6 separate regions of the Mus musculus genome follow, and regions 2, 3, 4, 5 and 6 are each linked to region 1. The links are chromatin contacts, called in public ChIA-PET maps. All regions are on one chromosome and are shown on one strand. Each heading gives the region's core, a stretch centred on a gene start, on an enhancer-like site or on the middle of the called end of the contact. The rest is flanking DNA. Distances are from core to core; before and after follow the strand shown.

The links. ChIA-PET counts read pairs in DNA pulled down with a chosen protein or histone mark.
Region 2: a contact with region 1 is called in an RNA polymerase II ChIA-PET map of memory CD8 T cells, with 13 read pairs. The contact joins two enhancer-like sites. A contact is called at or near these places in 1 of 115 datasets of contacts at active chromatin or transcription factors (memory CD8 T cells) and 1 of 9 other capture datasets (embryonic stem cells).
Region 3: a contact with region 1 is called in an RNA polymerase II ChIA-PET map of memory CD8 T cells, with 57 read pairs. The contact joins two enhancer-like sites. A contact is called at or near these places in 1 of 15 datasets of contacts at CTCF or cohesin (large pre-B cells), 2 of 484 Hi-C or Micro-C datasets (the 63-12 cell line and bone marrow-derived macrophages), 9 of 115 datasets of contacts at active chromatin or transcription factors (the 230-238 cell line, CD8 T cells, T-cell acute lymphoblastic leukemia and 6 more) and 1 of 9 other capture datasets (embryonic stem cells).
Region 4: a contact with region 1 is called in an RNA polymerase II ChIA-PET map of effector CD8 T cells, with 5 times the contacts expected there. The contact joins two enhancer-like sites. A contact is called at or near these places in 1 of 15 datasets of contacts at CTCF or cohesin (large pre-B cells), 5 of 115 datasets of contacts at active chromatin or transcription factors (cardiomyocytes, effector CD8 T cells, large pre-B cells and 2 more) and 1 of 9 other capture datasets (liver).
Region 5: an RNA polymerase II ChIA-PET map of memory CD8 T cells shows a contact between it and region 1, with 11 read pairs. The contact joins two enhancer-like sites. A contact is called at or near these places in 3 of 115 datasets of contacts at active chromatin or transcription factors (cardiomyocytes, memory CD8 T cells and pancreatic cancer cells) and 1 of 9 other capture datasets (liver).
Region 6: an RNA polymerase II ChIA-PET map of memory CD8 T cells shows a contact between it and region 1, with 17 read pairs. The contact joins two enhancer-like sites. A contact is called at or near these places in 2 of 115 datasets of contacts at active chromatin or transcription factors (large pre-B cells and memory CD8 T cells).

The regions. Positions count from the first base shown.
Region 1 is chr14:25,160,608-25,163,132 of GRCm38.p6, reverse strand. No RefSeq gene overlaps it. Among named protein-coding and RNA genes, the nearest start is that of 4930572O13Rik, 19 kb to the right of the region's middle. Within about 2 kb of position 1,257, at least 27 of the 459 cell types and tissues checked have an H3K27ac peak or open chromatin away from gene starts, as enhancers often do. A contact at or near this core is called in the 230-238 cell line, CD8 T cells, effector CD8 T cells and 4 more, where this site is marked.
Region 2 is chr14:25,645,022-25,647,546 of GRCm38.p6, reverse strand. It overlaps Zmiz1 (zinc finger, MIZ-type containing 1), which reads right to left. Exons shown (of 24, transcript NM_001310666.1): 10 at 1,690-1,888; 11 at 540-812. Among named protein-coding and RNA genes, the nearest start is that of Gm52102, 15 kb to the left of the region's middle. Within about 2 kb of position 1,261, at least 74 of the 459 cell types and tissues checked have an H3K27ac peak or open chromatin away from gene starts, as enhancers often do. A contact at or near this core is called in memory CD8 T cells, where this site is marked.
Region 3 is chr14:25,558,859-25,561,383 of GRCm38.p6, reverse strand. The region is part of intron 3 of Zmiz1 (zinc finger, MIZ-type containing 1); the gene reads right to left. Among named protein-coding and RNA genes, the nearest start is that of Mir3075, 26 kb to the right of the region's middle. Within about 2 kb of position 1,258, at least 34 of the 459 cell types and tissues checked have an H3K27ac peak or open chromatin away from gene starts, as enhancers often do. A contact at or near this core is called in the 230-238 cell line, CD8 T cells, effector CD8 T cells and 3 more, where this site is marked.
Region 4 is chr14:25,516,108-25,518,632 of GRCm38.p6, reverse strand. All of the region lies in intron 2 of Zmiz1 (zinc finger, MIZ-type containing 1), which reads right to left. Among named protein-coding and RNA genes, the nearest start is that of Mir3075, 17 kb to the left of the region's middle. Within about 2 kb of position 1,267, at least 190 of the 459 cell types and tissues checked have an H3K27ac peak or open chromatin away from gene starts, as enhancers often do. A contact at or near this core is called in effector CD8 T cells, memory CD8 T cells and pancreatic cancer cells, where this site is marked.
Region 5 is chr14:25,492,669-25,495,193 of GRCm38.p6, reverse strand. All of the region lies in intron 1 of Zmiz1 (zinc finger, MIZ-type containing 1), which reads right to left. Among named protein-coding and RNA genes, the nearest start is that of Zmiz1, 35 kb to the right of the region's middle. Within about 2 kb of position 1,258, at least 55 of the 459 cell types and tissues checked have an H3K27ac peak or open chromatin away from gene starts, as enhancers often do. A contact at or near this core is called in memory CD8 T cells, where this site is marked.
Region 6 is chr14:25,419,917-25,422,441 of GRCm38.p6, reverse strand. It overlaps Gm32645 (a long non-coding RNA gene), which reads right to left. Exons shown (of 7, transcript XR_003951092.1): 6 at 1,420-1,525. Among named protein-coding and RNA genes, the nearest start is that of Zmiz1os1, 14 kb to the right of the region's middle. Within about 2 kb of position 1,256, at least 98 of the 459 cell types and tissues checked have an H3K27ac peak or open chromatin away from gene starts, as enhancers often do. A contact at or near this core is called in memory CD8 T cells, where this site is marked.

The DNA of each region.
Region 1 (2,525 bases), core at 8-2,507:
GGGAAGGCAGAGACAGGAGGGTCCCAGGGTTTCACTAACCAGCCAGTCTAGCTAAAACAGCACACTGTAAGTTCAATGAAGAGACTGTGTCTCAGTAAACATGGTAGCAGGGTGGGGTGGGGCTGGAGAGGTGGCTTGGTGGGTAAGAGCATTTATTGCTTTTGCAGAGGACCTGGATTTGGTTCCCAGAACCCACATGGTGACTCACAACCATCTGTAAATTCAGTTCCAAGACCAAAGCCATCATCTGGCCTCCAGAGTCTACAGTATAGCGCTGTGCACGTGCACACACACACACACACATACACACACACACACACACGAGCATGCATACACACACACACAAATGAAAAATATTCCAACTAATAAAAATGAATTGGATATCATTTTTAGACACCCTAGAAAAGTGTATAGACATTGGAAACAGTTTAATCTCTTGAAATTATTTTAAAAAATCTTTTGACAAACCATTCTACAAAGCTATTTAAGCCTTTTTTTTCCTTAGTGAAAAAAATGTTTAGCAATACAATCCTTTAAATTTTCCCTCCAAGTTCTTTGGGGTTTCATCTGATGAAATGTCTACCTTTCTAGGTAATTTTAGCAATTTAGGTTTTTGACTAAAATGCTGTTTCACTTTATGCCAACATCTTCCATACTGCCATGCCTGGGATCTCACCTCAGGGCTACAGGGTGCTTCACGTCACACCGATGCATACCTTCTCTTTGCTATCAGCATCCTGAGTATTCTCTTCTAGCTCTCACATTTCTCAGGTGGACCAGCTGGCAGACTCCCTGGTCTATAGGTTGCCATGCCCTATGCTCCCTAGGCCCCACCCTGGTCTTGATGATTTCTTTTAGTTTCTAAGAAACGTTGGTTAACCGAAAAAAAAAAAGTAAAATATCAGTTTTCTCGAGAAAGCACAACAGACATTTCAGGGAGGTTCCACAGAGGAAGATGCTGAGTTTCAGAGAAATTCGGAAGGATGTGGTGGAGCCGAGGTTGGATGCCAGACAAACACATCTTGCAGATCACACTTCACGCTTGAGTGGTGATGAAATTGCTAGGCTGAAAACCACTGATCCACTCAAACACTGGGAGACAATATTCTTGAAAAACATGGCCCCCCTCAAACACTAGGAGACAATACTCCTTAACTCTTGGGGTGCAAGCAAGCTCAAAGCCTGCTCCTTGGGTGTTGAGCCCAATGATGACCCCGACCTTCCTTTGTAGGGCTGTGGGTGTGATACCCACATCCTCCAGTGGAGAATGCCCACATGGGGCTTCAGAGCCTTCCTAGCTGTGAAGGGTTTGATGTGAGTGTCGGGTGAGTGTGTGCATAAAAAGAAGGCAGTAGACCAAGCTGTGTCAGCACAGCCAGGATAAAAGAGGTTGGACCAGTGTCTGGCAATATCCAAGGACATGGTCTCCAAAAGATGCTCTCAGGAACAGAGAGTGCTACCTAACTCTACCATGGCCTATGCCCCTCTGCCTCCAAAGCTTCCTCCATTAAACATGGACTTTAGTTCAAAGATCAAGTACAATATAAACAATCTGGTGGTTGTGGGATCCTGTCTGCCACCCTGAATTAATATACAGTCATATTGAGCTTATAAAGGGTACAGAAGGGCAGCCTATGCTTCACAGTCAGAGACTTTTCCAAGCTTCAGTTCTGCTTCTTCCAGGAAGCCCTCAAATGTCTCCATGCAGGGCTGATGTGATGCCTTGGCCTCCCCGGGCCTCTTTGGTTTCAACTCTCAGTGACCTCCCTCAGGCTCGGTCTTATGATCATTTATTTATTATTCCATTTAAGGAAGCATCTGGGAAGCAGAGAAAGGGGCTGGGACATGAATGTCTGTGCCCAGCTCTCTCCTCCCCACTTTTATTCTAGAATGTGGAATGGTGCTATGAATGGGCTGCAGCAGTGTACAAGTCAGACAAGATGTCCCTGTAGATCATAAATGGCTCTGATATGCAGTGATGGGTCCTTTTGAGAAGACAGGAGGCAAAGGGGAAGGACTTGAGGGAAAAGATCAGTGAGGAGATCAGCTAAGGTGAACCAGGGGAGGGATGAACAGAAAGAGGGATGGACAAGGTGCCAAGGTTGACACGCAGCACAGTTATTCTCTGGTGTCTCTTAGCACCTTGTTCGTCTCTCCATGTAACCATGTAATCCTGTCATCACTAAGACCGGCCAGGTGCCCCACCCAGCTTGAGAGTGAAGGCTCTTTGTCAAAGCACAATAACCCAACAGAGTTACCTCCAAGCCATGAGTATTGCCCTGGGTATATTAGTCACCTATTTGTCACTGTGACCAAAATGTTGGTACAGCTATTTTAGTGTGTGTGTGTGTGTGTGTGTGTGTGTGTGTGTGTGTGTGTTTGCTGTATTTTTGGCTAAGGTTTCAGAGGGTTCTCTCCATCATGATGGGAGAGTGTGGAGATGTAGAACAGCTCACATCATGGGGGCTAAGAACAAAGAGAATCTCTGTACTTGGAGCTCCCATCTCTCCCTCTCTATCCCATAA
Region 2 (2,525 bases), core at 12-2,511, 480 kb before region 1:
CCTCTGGCACCTCTGCTAGGAGACCCCAGAGAAGGCACTATCCCCAGGAGAGCAATATGATGGAAGTAAGCCCTAGGGATACTGTGTGCCATCCGATGGCCTCCCTGACACACAGCCTGTACTAGTGTACTAGTGGCAGCCCTCACTCTCTAGGTGGCTCCCTGCACTGAGGTCCTCATCCAGGGTCATCCATTAGTATCTGAGTATGGACAGGGTTAAGTGGTCTCCATGGTTTCTGCTTCTACACTTGCCTGCTCTAGGCAGGGTATTTTACAATGTCACGGCCCCCTGTCCTCTGGGCATTCTAAGGGCCAGTGTGGATTGTGAATACCATTGATTTAAAGTCATACACACTCAGGTGTAGTGACTTGTTTGGTGTTTTCCACAACAGAGATGATATTAGTCAGGGGCTAAGCCTCCAAAGCCCTTTAGTTCAAGTTCTCTAAGTGGCCTAACTGTGCCTTTTCCAAGGTCCCTGGGTCCATGGTCCCTCTGTCAATGTTCCTTCTCCTCCCATCCCCCATCATAGTCACACTTACCTCTCCCGGGTATGGCCTCTTTATGCTCTGAATAGGAAGGGACTGGGGCCGGGGGCCTGGGTAGGTCTGCTGGGGCATCCTTTGCCCGTGTGTGCCAAAGGGGCTGATGCCGGGTGGTCGGGGCTGGTTCATGCCCATGGGAGGGCCGCTCATGCCCGAGGGTGTCATGCCAGCTGCCATGCCGGCAGGGTTCAGGCTGCCCCCCATGGAGGCAGGCCCCCGAGGCCCGGGTTGGTTCATGAATTGGCTGTTATACGCCTGGGTGGGACCCATCTGGAAAGAGGAACACACCTTCAATGGGAGAAGAAGAAAAAAAAAAGAATAAAATGCCACATGCATTGAAAGTGCAGGGAAGGAAGGTAGGGGGCTAAAGGGGGAGCAGCACTTTCCCACAGGGCTGCAGTTAAGAGCCAGGAGCTCTTAAAGGACCCAGTCCTCCAGGGCTCACTACTGCCCTCTGCAGGTCTCATGGGAAAATGCAGCTGGTGGGTTTGGGTAGGGCAGGGAGCAGTCACTCCAAGGCACAGGCAGCATTCCCAGGGAGGCAGGCAGGGGACATGGAAGTGGGTAGGGATGGGAGGGACACAGGGAGGACACAGGAAGAGGAGGCGGATGAGGATGGAGGCTGAAGCCCTTTCCTGAAAGCCCTGGCCTTGCCCTTGGTCAGTAGCCAATGGAGACACACCCTCCATACACTAAGTGTGATTTACCCAGCCCACTTCCTCCTGCTCACCCTGCACCCTTCCTTCATGTTTCTGCCTTGCAGGGTTATGGGGTTCCCCTTTTCACACCCCACCCCATCCTTTTGAAGGTCAGAGGATCTACGATGAGGCCTGGGTAAAATCCACAGATGGGACAATAGTGGCCTCAGAGGTGATTAGGGACAAGCTAGTCACAAAGCCATTTTAGGCACACAACCTACTGTCTGATAAGCAGGAACTCCGAAACCAATAGGGTACCTCTTCCCCCATATGCACTGGGAGCTACCAGCCCAGAGAGCATAGCATACCCCCAAACCCCACCACACCCAACCATTTTACCATACCCACACACAACACTCTTTTAAGGGGCTTCCAAGGATACCCGTGGCATTAACGCTCAAGATTTCCCCAGCCTGGGTGAGGCCAGGCCAGCGGGCAGGAACCCTTACCGGTCCATACTGGTTTATATCCTTGTTCTGTGTCTCTTGCAAGGCTGCCACTGTAGCTGTGGCTGTGGCTGTGGCTGTGGCAGCGGCGGCTGCTACTGCAGCTGCTGCAGCAGCGGCCGCTGGCTGGGTGAAGTCAGCAGGAGGCCGAGTATGTGGAGGGATGCCCATGCCTGCTGGGGCACTAGGACCCCCAGGGTAACTGTGGAGGAGAAGCAGGGAGCAGTCAGAGAGAACTCATTAGCTGACTCTGGGATGTACCCAGTACCAGGAGGAAGGCTACAGGATTATACGCATGAATTCCAGACACCTAGCTTGTGGGTGTGAGGCCCAGCAGCGGACCTGGGACTTCTGAGATTGGTGGCTATTCTTGCTACTAGTGATGACAAGGCCACTCCTTTTTGAATCTTTGCTGGGGCTAGGACATTTCCATAGCTTCTCTGCTTTTCCTTGGTCACCACAGACTACCTTCTAAGCAAACATTGACCTGAGAATTGTATGGTGCTGTGTGCTGTAGATGTGGATTGAGGTGTGTGAGACTCCTGTTTTGAACTGCGAGGCTAGAAACCCAGCAACTTTGCCTCGAGAGCTAGGCGGAGTGTGCTCAAGGTGGCTTGGGCTGCTTCTGTCCCTTCTTCACTGTGATCTGAGGTTGGGGACTCTAGCCTCCATTTCTTCTTCATTCAGGTCAGTGAGCTTTCTAAGGAGTTTTGGACAGATGGAGCTCACTGCCACTGCTCTCCAATCCTGCCTGCTCACCCCACTGTCTTAGCATAAAGGTACATGGCTGAGAAGGAACTGAGGAAGTATCCCCTCTACCCCTGGGAGGTTGATGCCAA
Region 3 (2,525 bases), core at 9-2,508, 400 kb before region 1:
AAAGCTTGCTTCTTCCAGGCTGTGCAGCTGATGAGCTTAAGAGCCTGCCTATCTCTCTCTCTTGCTGCTGTACACACCAATGCTGGGCCAACAGGCATGCATTACTGTATATGGCTTCTTTGTTTGTTTGCTTGTTTGTGGTAGGTTCTAGGGATCTGAACTCAGGTCCTTGTGTGGCAGGCATGTTACTGACTGAGCTGTCTTCCCAGCCTTGAGTGACTCAACTTTGAAAGAGGAGTGAGCGCCAAGGAGTGAACCAGGTAGACCACACACCTACTTCCCGACCCCTGACTTGGCGTTCTTTCCTGAAACCCAGAGTGTGAGCAAGGCTCTTTTCAAGCTCTGAGCCCCCTGGTGGAGGGACCACACAATAAAGCAGCCACATTCCAAGCAGCTTCCTAGCACAGCTGTGCATCTGACTCTATTATTCCATTTTGCAGATGGGAAAACTGAGGCTTGGCATGGATGTGCAATTTCTGTCAGCCAGGTAGAGTTGTGTCTGTCCAGTGGAGACCAGGAGACAGGGTGAGATCCTCCTGGAGCTAGATTATAAGTGATTGTGACCCTGCAGAGGTGCATGCTGGGAATGTATGCAGTGCTAATCAGTCATCTCTCTTGCCCCTATAGCAGCTCCTGTCTGCCTCTGCCTGTCACATTTTTCAAAAATTCTCAAAAGCTATTTTTTTTTTAAAAAGGGAAAAGTATCAGAAGGGAGACAGATTTGTGCTAAAAGTGGCAGATAGGAAACAAGCAACATTTCTCATGGCTTAGACGGGGAAGGGATCTGGGGAAACAGTCAGACCCCTTTGACATTTACAGCTGAGGAGGGAGAGGTGGGCGTGGTCAGAGGAGAACCTTGAAAGCCTGAGTGCCCAACTGCCCTGAGCCTCTCAGCTCTCTCTAGCCTCTCACAACCCCACATTGGCCCTTGCAGGTGCCAGTCCAGGCTAGGTTGCCCTCACCCCACAGACAGCTAAGACAGCGGGCTGCCTGAGCTACCAGCCTCTCAGGTGGGGCTATGCACCCATGCCAAGGGGTGGCAGTATCAAATGCTCTGTGCCCACTGTAAAAATTCATGCTTTGCTCGCAGAGCTGTGAACCCAGGGTTCTGGGCAGAAGTCTTTTTTCTCTCCAGCTGGCTCTATAGCCCCACCATACCATCTAGCTTCTTGTTTGGACTCAGGGAGCCATGTGGTATGGGACCCAGCCACTGCTGTCTCAGGTCAGAGGCCCTCAAGGGGATAAGTGGGACCTTACTTCCTGCCCGGCGACGGCGACAATGACAGACAGTTCCAGGAGATGCAGTCTGTGGTTCACAGAGCACTTGGGTGTTCTCACCTTCTTGTCATCACCCAGTCTCAGACAGGCAGAGTATGGTACCAGCAGCAGGACACTGGGTTCAGATTCTGCCCCTGTTATTTGTTGGCCTCTGAGGCCTGGGCTCAAGCATGCTGCAGAGATGGCAGCAGTCACTCAAGCTGCTGGGCTCACTCTGTCAGCGAGCTCCTGAACATAAATCTGCATCCAGCCCCACCTATCAGCTCCTACAGGGCCCCTGGCCCTTCTGGACGATACGCGTGGAGGGAGGAATCACATCCCCCTGGAGCTAGAGTTTCAGTCAGGTGTAAACCTCCTGCAGTAAGTGCTGGGAATCAAACTCAGGTCCTCAGGAAGAGTGATATGTGTGCTAACCACTGAGCCACCCCTCCAGGCCCTTTCCCCCATCCCTCTTCAGAGTCTCTGCAGAGGCTTGGAGGATGTGGGCAATGGGCCCCACAGTGGGACAAGACCAAGCCCACCAGCTGGAATACTAGGAGGAGGCACCGAGTGGGAAAGACAAGGTCTGCAAAGTTCCAGTGTGGATGAGAAATGGGGCAGGAGCTTTGTGACTTGTGAGGGGGGCCTGGGAACCCACATGGAGCCTCTCCAGGCAGGCAATGTCTGCATTGAGGACAGGAGGCCAGAGAAGGCCCATTGATCCCCTGCGGTCATCCTGAGGCCCTGGTCAGGTGAGACAAAGACTTTATGTTTTGCCCTCCTGAGGAGATGGCTTCTATATGTTCCCATATTACTTTGAATGCTTGACATTTCCACAGCATGTCGTATGGATCATGAGACAGGCACCCGTTTTCCTGAGCACATTTAAAAAGAAGCGTGAGTGTCCCCAGGACTCACTTGGAGAAGTGCTGACCATAGAGGAAGGAGAGCACCAGAGAGGACAAGCGGAGGCTGGCAGTTCTCAAGAGATGGCAGAGCCATCAGGGTGGGGGCAAGAGGAGACTCTTAGCTTCATGCAAAGATGTGACCTCAAAGTATCTTCGGAAAGAGAAGCCATAGGAAGAGCTGAACGATGGGTCTTGGATCTAAGACGGTGAGAAGCTTATCGAGTGACCACCCCTCTGGAAATCCTGTCCTCAGCAAGGCTTAGGCTGGGAGCAAAGACCATATGAGGTGGCTAAGGTGAGGCTCTTACCCCTCCCCCTCCTTCTCCCACCCAGGCAAAGGCAGGAACCAGGTATATGAGG
Region 4 (2,525 bases), core at 18-2,517, 360 kb before region 1:
GCTGGAAAGCAAAGTTAGGTCCTCGGGAAGAGTAGTATATGCTCTTAACCATGGAGCCTTACTTATTTAATTTTTGTATGCGTTTGTGTGCACATAAGGTCAGTGTTGAGTGTCTTCTGTATTCACTCTCCATATTCTTTGTGTGTGTATGTGTGTGTGTATGTGTTTGTTTTTGAGACATGGTGTCTTACTATGTCTTACCAGCTCTGACTTGCCTGGAACTCACTCTGAAGACCAGGCTAGCCTTGAATTCACGGAGATCTGCCCGCTTCTGCCTCCCTAGTGGTGGGATTAAAGGTGTCTGCCACTACACCTGGTTTTCCACATTGGTCTTTTGAGACAGGGTCTTTCACTGAACCTGGAGCTCACCAGTTCTGCTTGACTGGCCAGCTGCTGAGCCTCAGGGCTACCTGTCTACCTGTCTCCACCTCCCCATCCTCCAGACTCAGTGTGTAGCAGAGGAGAGCCACAGATAGTTAGGTATTTCTAATGCATTTCTCTTATTCTTTAATAAATACACAGCATAAATAAATAAAACAAAATTTATGTTCTTTCGGGTTCTGATTTTAGAATCTAGTCACAAATGTCTTAAGTTTCTTGGGCCAAATTTCTACAAACTCACTACAGTGAAGTTTTGGCAGAAGAGTGTTTGCAGAGAAAACAAAGCAGAGAGGTTAGTGCCTGCCCTGAGCATATGACAAAGCCTAGGTCTCGGGTGCTGGGAGCGTTCAGCAGCAGCCTCTCTCCAGCCCATGCCTAGCCCTACACAATCTCTGGGCTTGGTAAAGAACCTCTAGAGAATGAGGCGACTGGATGAAGATGGCAATGCTGAAGTCTGGGATCCAAGATGGTGTCCTTTCCCAGGATTCCCTGAAGCCCTCCTCTTTCTTCCATCAGCCTCCTCTGGTGATCGTTGGCAGGGGCTAGAAGCATCAATCTCTCTTTGGATCATACCAGGAGCTCCAAGCATACCCCTGATGCTACAACCTCATTCCTGAGCCTTGATTCTGTGGACTCTAGCACAGGCCCCAGCCTTCTTTTGACCTTGGTCTCCCTATATATTTGTCTTTGGGATAGGCCTCGATGGTGTTGGTTCTAGGGCCTCACAGTTCTAGGGCCATCTGGGGCTTTGCAGCTGGAGACCCTGGCTGGGCCCCACTGCCTGCCTTCCTGCTGAGAACAGGATGTGGGTGTCAGGAGGTGAGGAGAGCATGGGGCCGGGTTGGGAGTGGCCTTGGGTTGGGACTTCCTGAAGCCAGATCGGTTTACCACAGTCAGTTGGGCTCAGGACCGCACAGCTGTGAGTTATAAATGGCCCTCTCAGAGCAGGGTCTAGAGGCCCTGATGCCAGTGGAGGCAGCAAGTGTCCATAGTGCCTACCCAGGGGTCTTCCCCAGCTAACGGCCTAGCCTCTGGAAGCCAGTTCTATCTGTCCTGCCCTCTCGAGCTATGAGTTCTCTTTATACCTCACTCTGAGATTACTGATAAGGGGGCTGACACCATCTTCTCCTTAGCCTTCAAGTGAGAATCCTGTGGTCTTGGTGACTAGGGAGATCCTTTTGAGCAAGGCCAATGACCTGACACAGGACACAGGGTCCCTGACACCAAACTGGGCACACAGCCAGCTACTCCAACGACAACCCAACAACTCAGCAACCTGCTTCCCATAGCCTAACTGCCTTCCAGTGCCCGCACCAGAGCATACACAGGGGAGGAGGGAGAGAGAGTACCGAGGTCTCAGCCTGCTTGCAGTGGCCCTCAGCTTAGCAAAGCAGCAGCAACTCGGCCTAGCGCCAGGCCTTGGTGTGATTCGCATCCCCGGCAGGAGGTGTTCTGAGGGCCCCTTCCCCCTGTGGGCTGCCTGGAATCAATCCTTCAGGCCATGCTCAGCCTGGGGCACACCACATGGTCAAGAATAAGAGGGACAGTGCCTCCTACTGGGACCAGTGAAGGGGGACACAGAAACAGGCACAGTGGCAAACTGTAGTTCAGGTCTATGACAGCTGAAGTTTATGGCATTTTGGAGGCCCTCTTGAAAAAATATGTAAAATTGTAAATGCCTATTTAGAGTTAGAAAAATCAGAACAAACTCCTGGATCCTCAGGGATCCAAATCCCATTTCTGGTGAGGCTTCTTTAAATGACTGACCAGAAATACTTATAGCGAGAAGCTCCCAATTACAACTTGTGACACCTCTCTACCTGTAACACTCCACAGCTCCCAGGAACTCCAAGTCTCCAGCCAGCTTCTCCCTAACTTTGCCAATCATCATCATGGTAACGAAACTGTTAATACCGACTAACTTAGGGCCATTAGCTGTACCATTCTAAGTACTTTATGTCAACTGACTCATTTAGTCTCATGACATCCTGGGAAGTACACGCTGTACCCATTTTAAAAGATGAGGAAACATAGAGGGACACGAAGAAAACAGCTCAAGGTCACCGCCAGGATAGGAACCCAGACAGGCTGGCACTGTGCCCTGACCAGTCCTCTCGGCCACCGCACCGAGAAGCTGGAGAGAC
Region 5 (2,525 bases), core at 9-2,508, 330 kb before region 1:
CTTCACAGAGTCCTTTGTCCATCTGGTTTGTTCATCAAAGTGGCCCTGTGAAGTTGGGCATGCTGGTTCAGGACTGTAACTCTGACACCCAGGAGACTGTGGTGGGAGGATTTCAAGTCCGAGATCAGTCTGAGCAAATTATCAATATTCGAGAAAGAGAACACAGTGAAGAGCTCTCCAAGGCAGCTAGTGAAGGTCCTTATCACCATGTGACAGATGGGGACCCAAATCCTGACTGGGAAGGAGCCTGACTTACCCAGTGATCTAGACAGCAAGCTCCATCTGAACCTAACCGAAAATGGCTGCCCTTAAAGCCATTAGCAAACAAGAAAACACAGGATGGAGAGTCATGTGCTCCTGACAGGACCTGGGTTAGTGCCCTCATCTGCCTGCTTTGGAAGTGGGTTCTGTGACACAGCGTTTTTCCTATGGCCTGGTTCACAGTTGATAGACATGGTAGGGGAGAAATGGGAGACTGGGATGCTCTGGGAGAGGGGGAGGAGCAGTTGGGAAAAAAGGTAGGTAAAGGGCTCCAAAGACAAATGAAGCTATCTCCCTACCACCAGCAGGGTTCCTTATTCACAAACCTAACGTCAGGCCAGATACCTGGAATAAACTGAATATTTGTGTGTGTACACACACGTGTATACATACACATCCTCCTTTTATACTCCATGTTTGCATATATAGGGACTTGATAAGGTAGAGAGTACAAGGTAAGTCAGTGTCTGTATGCACTTGTGTGTGTATATAGACATTCCCCATCATATCCCTGCCGGTCATACCTGTTAAACACAGGTTGCACACATACAGACTGACAAGCAGACATCCATCCCACAGGACCCCTGCTGCCCCGAGTGCTGGCAGGCACACCTGTATGGCACACTGTTTATTTCCACTCAAATCAAGAGCAAGGATATCTGGTGCACACAGCACATGCTCCCAGACACGGGTCAGGACACATGTGTACACACTCATGCACGGCAGTCCCGGAGGTGGCCAGGACAGGGAGACGAGCAAAGAGAGCAGGTGGCAGGCAGCCATGTCCAGGACTGGGCAAGGAACCCTCACTGCTGCTGGGTTGAGTCGATGGCACAGCTCACAGCAACCCCATAAATCACGAAGCCACTTGCCGCAGCTGTTTAAATCTCCACTGCTGGACTTGGCACTTAGGACAAAGGGCCAGCAGCTATGGGCAGAGAAGAGGGAGGATGCTGGCATTTGGCACCACCCACTCCAGGACTGCCACCCTACCTGAACCTACCATTGCCCTGGCAGCTGCTATGCCCTCCTTGCTCTAACCTTTCCCCCCTCCATGTTCAGCCAAGCCTTGGAGTGCATTCACAGCTTGGGCACCGGCCTCGGGTGCTAGTGCTGACCGCTTCTACCAGTGACTAGTGTCCTATGGGCAGGGGAGAGTGGGGGAGGGGAGACAGACAGTCAGTTCCTCCACAGGAGCACCGTGGGTTGTCACCAGACCCGGCATTTAAGCGAGGACCCACAGTCAGTTCCACTCAGGGGGAGTCCCCTCCCTTGGCCCACATCACTTCCCGTCTGTAAAGAGGGGATGGGCTCAGGGCCTCCGGGGCCGCTCAAGCTGAGGATCTGCTGCTGGGGAAAAGATCTCATGGATGCTGATTAATTATGACTATTAATAATCCAGCCATCTGTAGCTCGTGGTAGAGCACATATGATTAAAACCGGGCCCGGTGCCCCGGTGGCAGAATGAATAGGTCTCTGAATGAGCTGCTGGTGCCTCCACCAGCCTTCGAGTGGATGCGTAGTGATGGAACACTGGGGAGGAGCTGTTTGTGCTGCTCAGACAGACAAGGAGAGCAGAGACAGCCAGGGAGGCAGACAGGCAGGCAGACAGACAGACGGTGGGGACCTGTTCATCAGACAGTGAATACCAGACAGTCCTCGAGGCCAAGCTTCAGGGAAGGACTCTGTGTCTGCCCCCAGGGAGAAGATTGATAGACATCAGCTCTTCTCAGCTTTGCCCTGCTGCCTAGAGCCCCGAGTTTCATCCCAAGACTCCTCAGATGCTGTGGGGTGCTAGCTTGGGTCAGTATTGTGATAGATGCTGGCTGCAGCATCATTTCACACCTGTCTGGCATCCTTCTCTCTGGCCCCCAGCCCAGCCCTGCTCCCAGTTGCTTCCCTGAGCAGTATGACTCTTTCTCCACACCTCCCGCCCTACTGTGGGACAATGGGTACAGCCACCACCCCTCTGTCCTGTGGGCTCAGTCCTTCTGGCCTTGCTGCGAACATGAATGCACTCTCGGTGCTCACGCCCAGTAGCCAGACCATAAGCTGAGCCTGCTGAGTGCCCTGCTACTCTGCACCATAGGAAAATGGATGGCACTGGAGCTTCCAAGCCCCAGCCCACACGCATGCACACCATGATCTGGGAACTCCCACAACAGCCAGTATGCTGATGATAACCTATCTGATGGATCAAGGAGCTGAGGGAAAGTGGGCAGAGCGCACACTAGGCCGTTTGGTTGCAGAAGTCTTACTTTCCA
Region 6 (2,525 bases), core at 7-2,506, 260 kb before region 1:
GTATGTCTATATATGTGTGTATATATGTGTGAGTGGAGGAGACATCATCTGAAAGAGAGGGTCTATGTATTGTGTACATGCTGAGAGCAGGTTGTCTATGGGTAGGAGTATGATAACATATAACACATGTATATACATATACATTGTGGCATGTGTGTGTGCTGTGGGCATGTTATCTGTAAGTGGGTTGTTCTGGGTGGGTTGTGTGTATATATGTATGGGGTATGTATTGTGTAGGGTGTGTATGTTGTGTATGTTGTATATGTTGTGGGCAGGTTATGGTCCAGTTGCCTGTGTGTGGCTGTGAATGTATTGTGGGCAGGTTGTTATCTGTGTGTGTGTACGTGTTATGTGTATTATGTGGGATGTCTATGTTGTGGGCAGGTTGTCTGTGTGTGGGTGGGTGTGATGTGCATATCTTGTGGGGTTTGTGTCTGGGGTGGGTAGGCTGTCTGTGGGGTGTGGGCTTTTTTTGTGGCTATGAGTATGAGATCAGCCTTGAGCATGTGGGCGCATGGGGAGGTAGGAGCAGGCAGGCGGGCAGGCAGGCAGGCAGGCTGACGGCCAGGGCCTCCCCCGCCCTGTGCACAGTGGCTGGGTTGACAGCCGGGCGGAGAAGAAAACTAGACGTCAGGGAAATCAGTCAGAGACAAATCGATTCCCTTTAGAGGTGAGAAAAAGCAGATGCTGCGGCTGCTGGTGGCCTGTTAGGCTCCAAGCCACATCCATCTCAGCCCGCCCCTCTTCTGCTGCCTGCCAACGCCCCGCCTTTGTTAGGGGCCTCGCTGTGGGCCTGCTGCCTCACTGTCTTGCCAGCTTTTCTATGGCAGGGCACTCCCCTGCATGGAGTGCCATACTGGTGCAGGGTGTTCATAAACCTGCACACGAGGGTGCATGTACCAGCATGGCACTGGAGAGGCAGGAACCTGGTCATGGCTCTCATCCCAGGGCACCGAAGTCACAGGCAAATGACCAGTAGCTTGCTTATGGACATCCAGGGAGCACAACAAGGCTGGACCTTAGAGATGTGTCCCATGGGCAGTACAGCCAAGATGACTCCCACATGCATGCAGGTCTCAGCAGTAGGAATCCAACCTGAGACCAGGGAAGAGCATCAGGCTCCGAACCCTGCTGCCTGCCAAGTGGCCCTGAGTGTCCAGACTCACATGGGAGCCCAGGCTTTACTTGGTCCTTGGAGTGTCATGTGCCCCTGGACTGCAAGCTAGGCTCAGCTGTCTGGATAGTGGCCAGCACAGTCAGGCCTGACTCCTGGGCTGGGTCTTGCTGATTCTTCAGCTGTCAGTTTGCCTAGATCCCAGGCCTCCTCTGCACCCCCTTTCCCATTAGATTTCAATAGCCAAGACAGATCAGGAAACCAGGGCCAGGCCTGTGCCTGCCTAGGGACAGGGACTCACTTACATGTGGAGCTGAGTTCTTCTGTCTAGTCTCTGGATTGACAACTCGGGCCTGCCTTCAGAAAATGTGGATACTGGTTGGGCACTGGTACACAGTGCCTCCTCTGTGACTGAGGAGCAGAGAAACATGTTGGAAGGCCTCTACAACCCTAGACCTTCCTCCTCCCCTCCTCCCCTCCTCCCCTCTCTCTCCTCCCCTCCTTCCCTCCTCTCCTCCTCCTCCTCCTCCTCCTCCTCCTTGAGGCTGGATGTTTTAATTGAAGCTGACCTCCGCAGGAGGATTCTGCTTCTACTTACTCTTCCGGCTTCCCTAAGAACTGTCCCTGAACTCTGAGACTTCATGTTCTTGCCCAGGGACCAATGGCTCTACAAGCACTGTGGTTCTCCCTTTCTTCTCTTAGACAGACAGCAGGCTTTGTCTGGTACAGATGTCCTATAGTTTACCACGAGACATCTGAGGGCACGTTACCCAGCTGAGCAGCTGGTAGAGGCAGCCATTGCTGGGGTTTGGTTTCAGCAGTGCCTGATGCTGGCCTTCGAGATTAATCTCAACTCCAGACTCCCAGGCACATTCCGACACATCTCTACTTGCCCGAGCTGGTCGCATTCTAAAATTTGGAATTTGCACCCATCAGACCTGAGCTCCTAGCTCTGGCTGTGTGTCTGCAGACAGACACTACACCTCTCTATGCCTTGTGTTCTCTTATGTTGGGGGAAAAAGAGCCTTGCTCACCCCAGAGGAAGTCAGAGAAAGTCACAGGCACAAGAGCTGCTGGGAGAAACAGCTGTGTTTCGGCTACTGGTAGTCAGGGACTTGCTCATGGGAGTCTTTCCAGGGCCCACCCATGGTCATGATCTTCATTGTCCAGACAGATGGGAGAGGCCAAGAATCAGTCTACAAACACTGATTGAACCAGTTTGGGGCCAAGCCTTGCTATGGGCAGATAGCACTTGGCATAGTGCCTAGCCTATGGGATGTATTCAAAGATATGGCTGCTGAAAGAATAGGTGGATGTGGGCATGGATGTTGTTAGATGTCCCTTGCTCCCAGAGAGGTTACAGTCTCACTGGGTCCTGCTGGGGTATCAGACACAGGGTGGGGATAGAAGA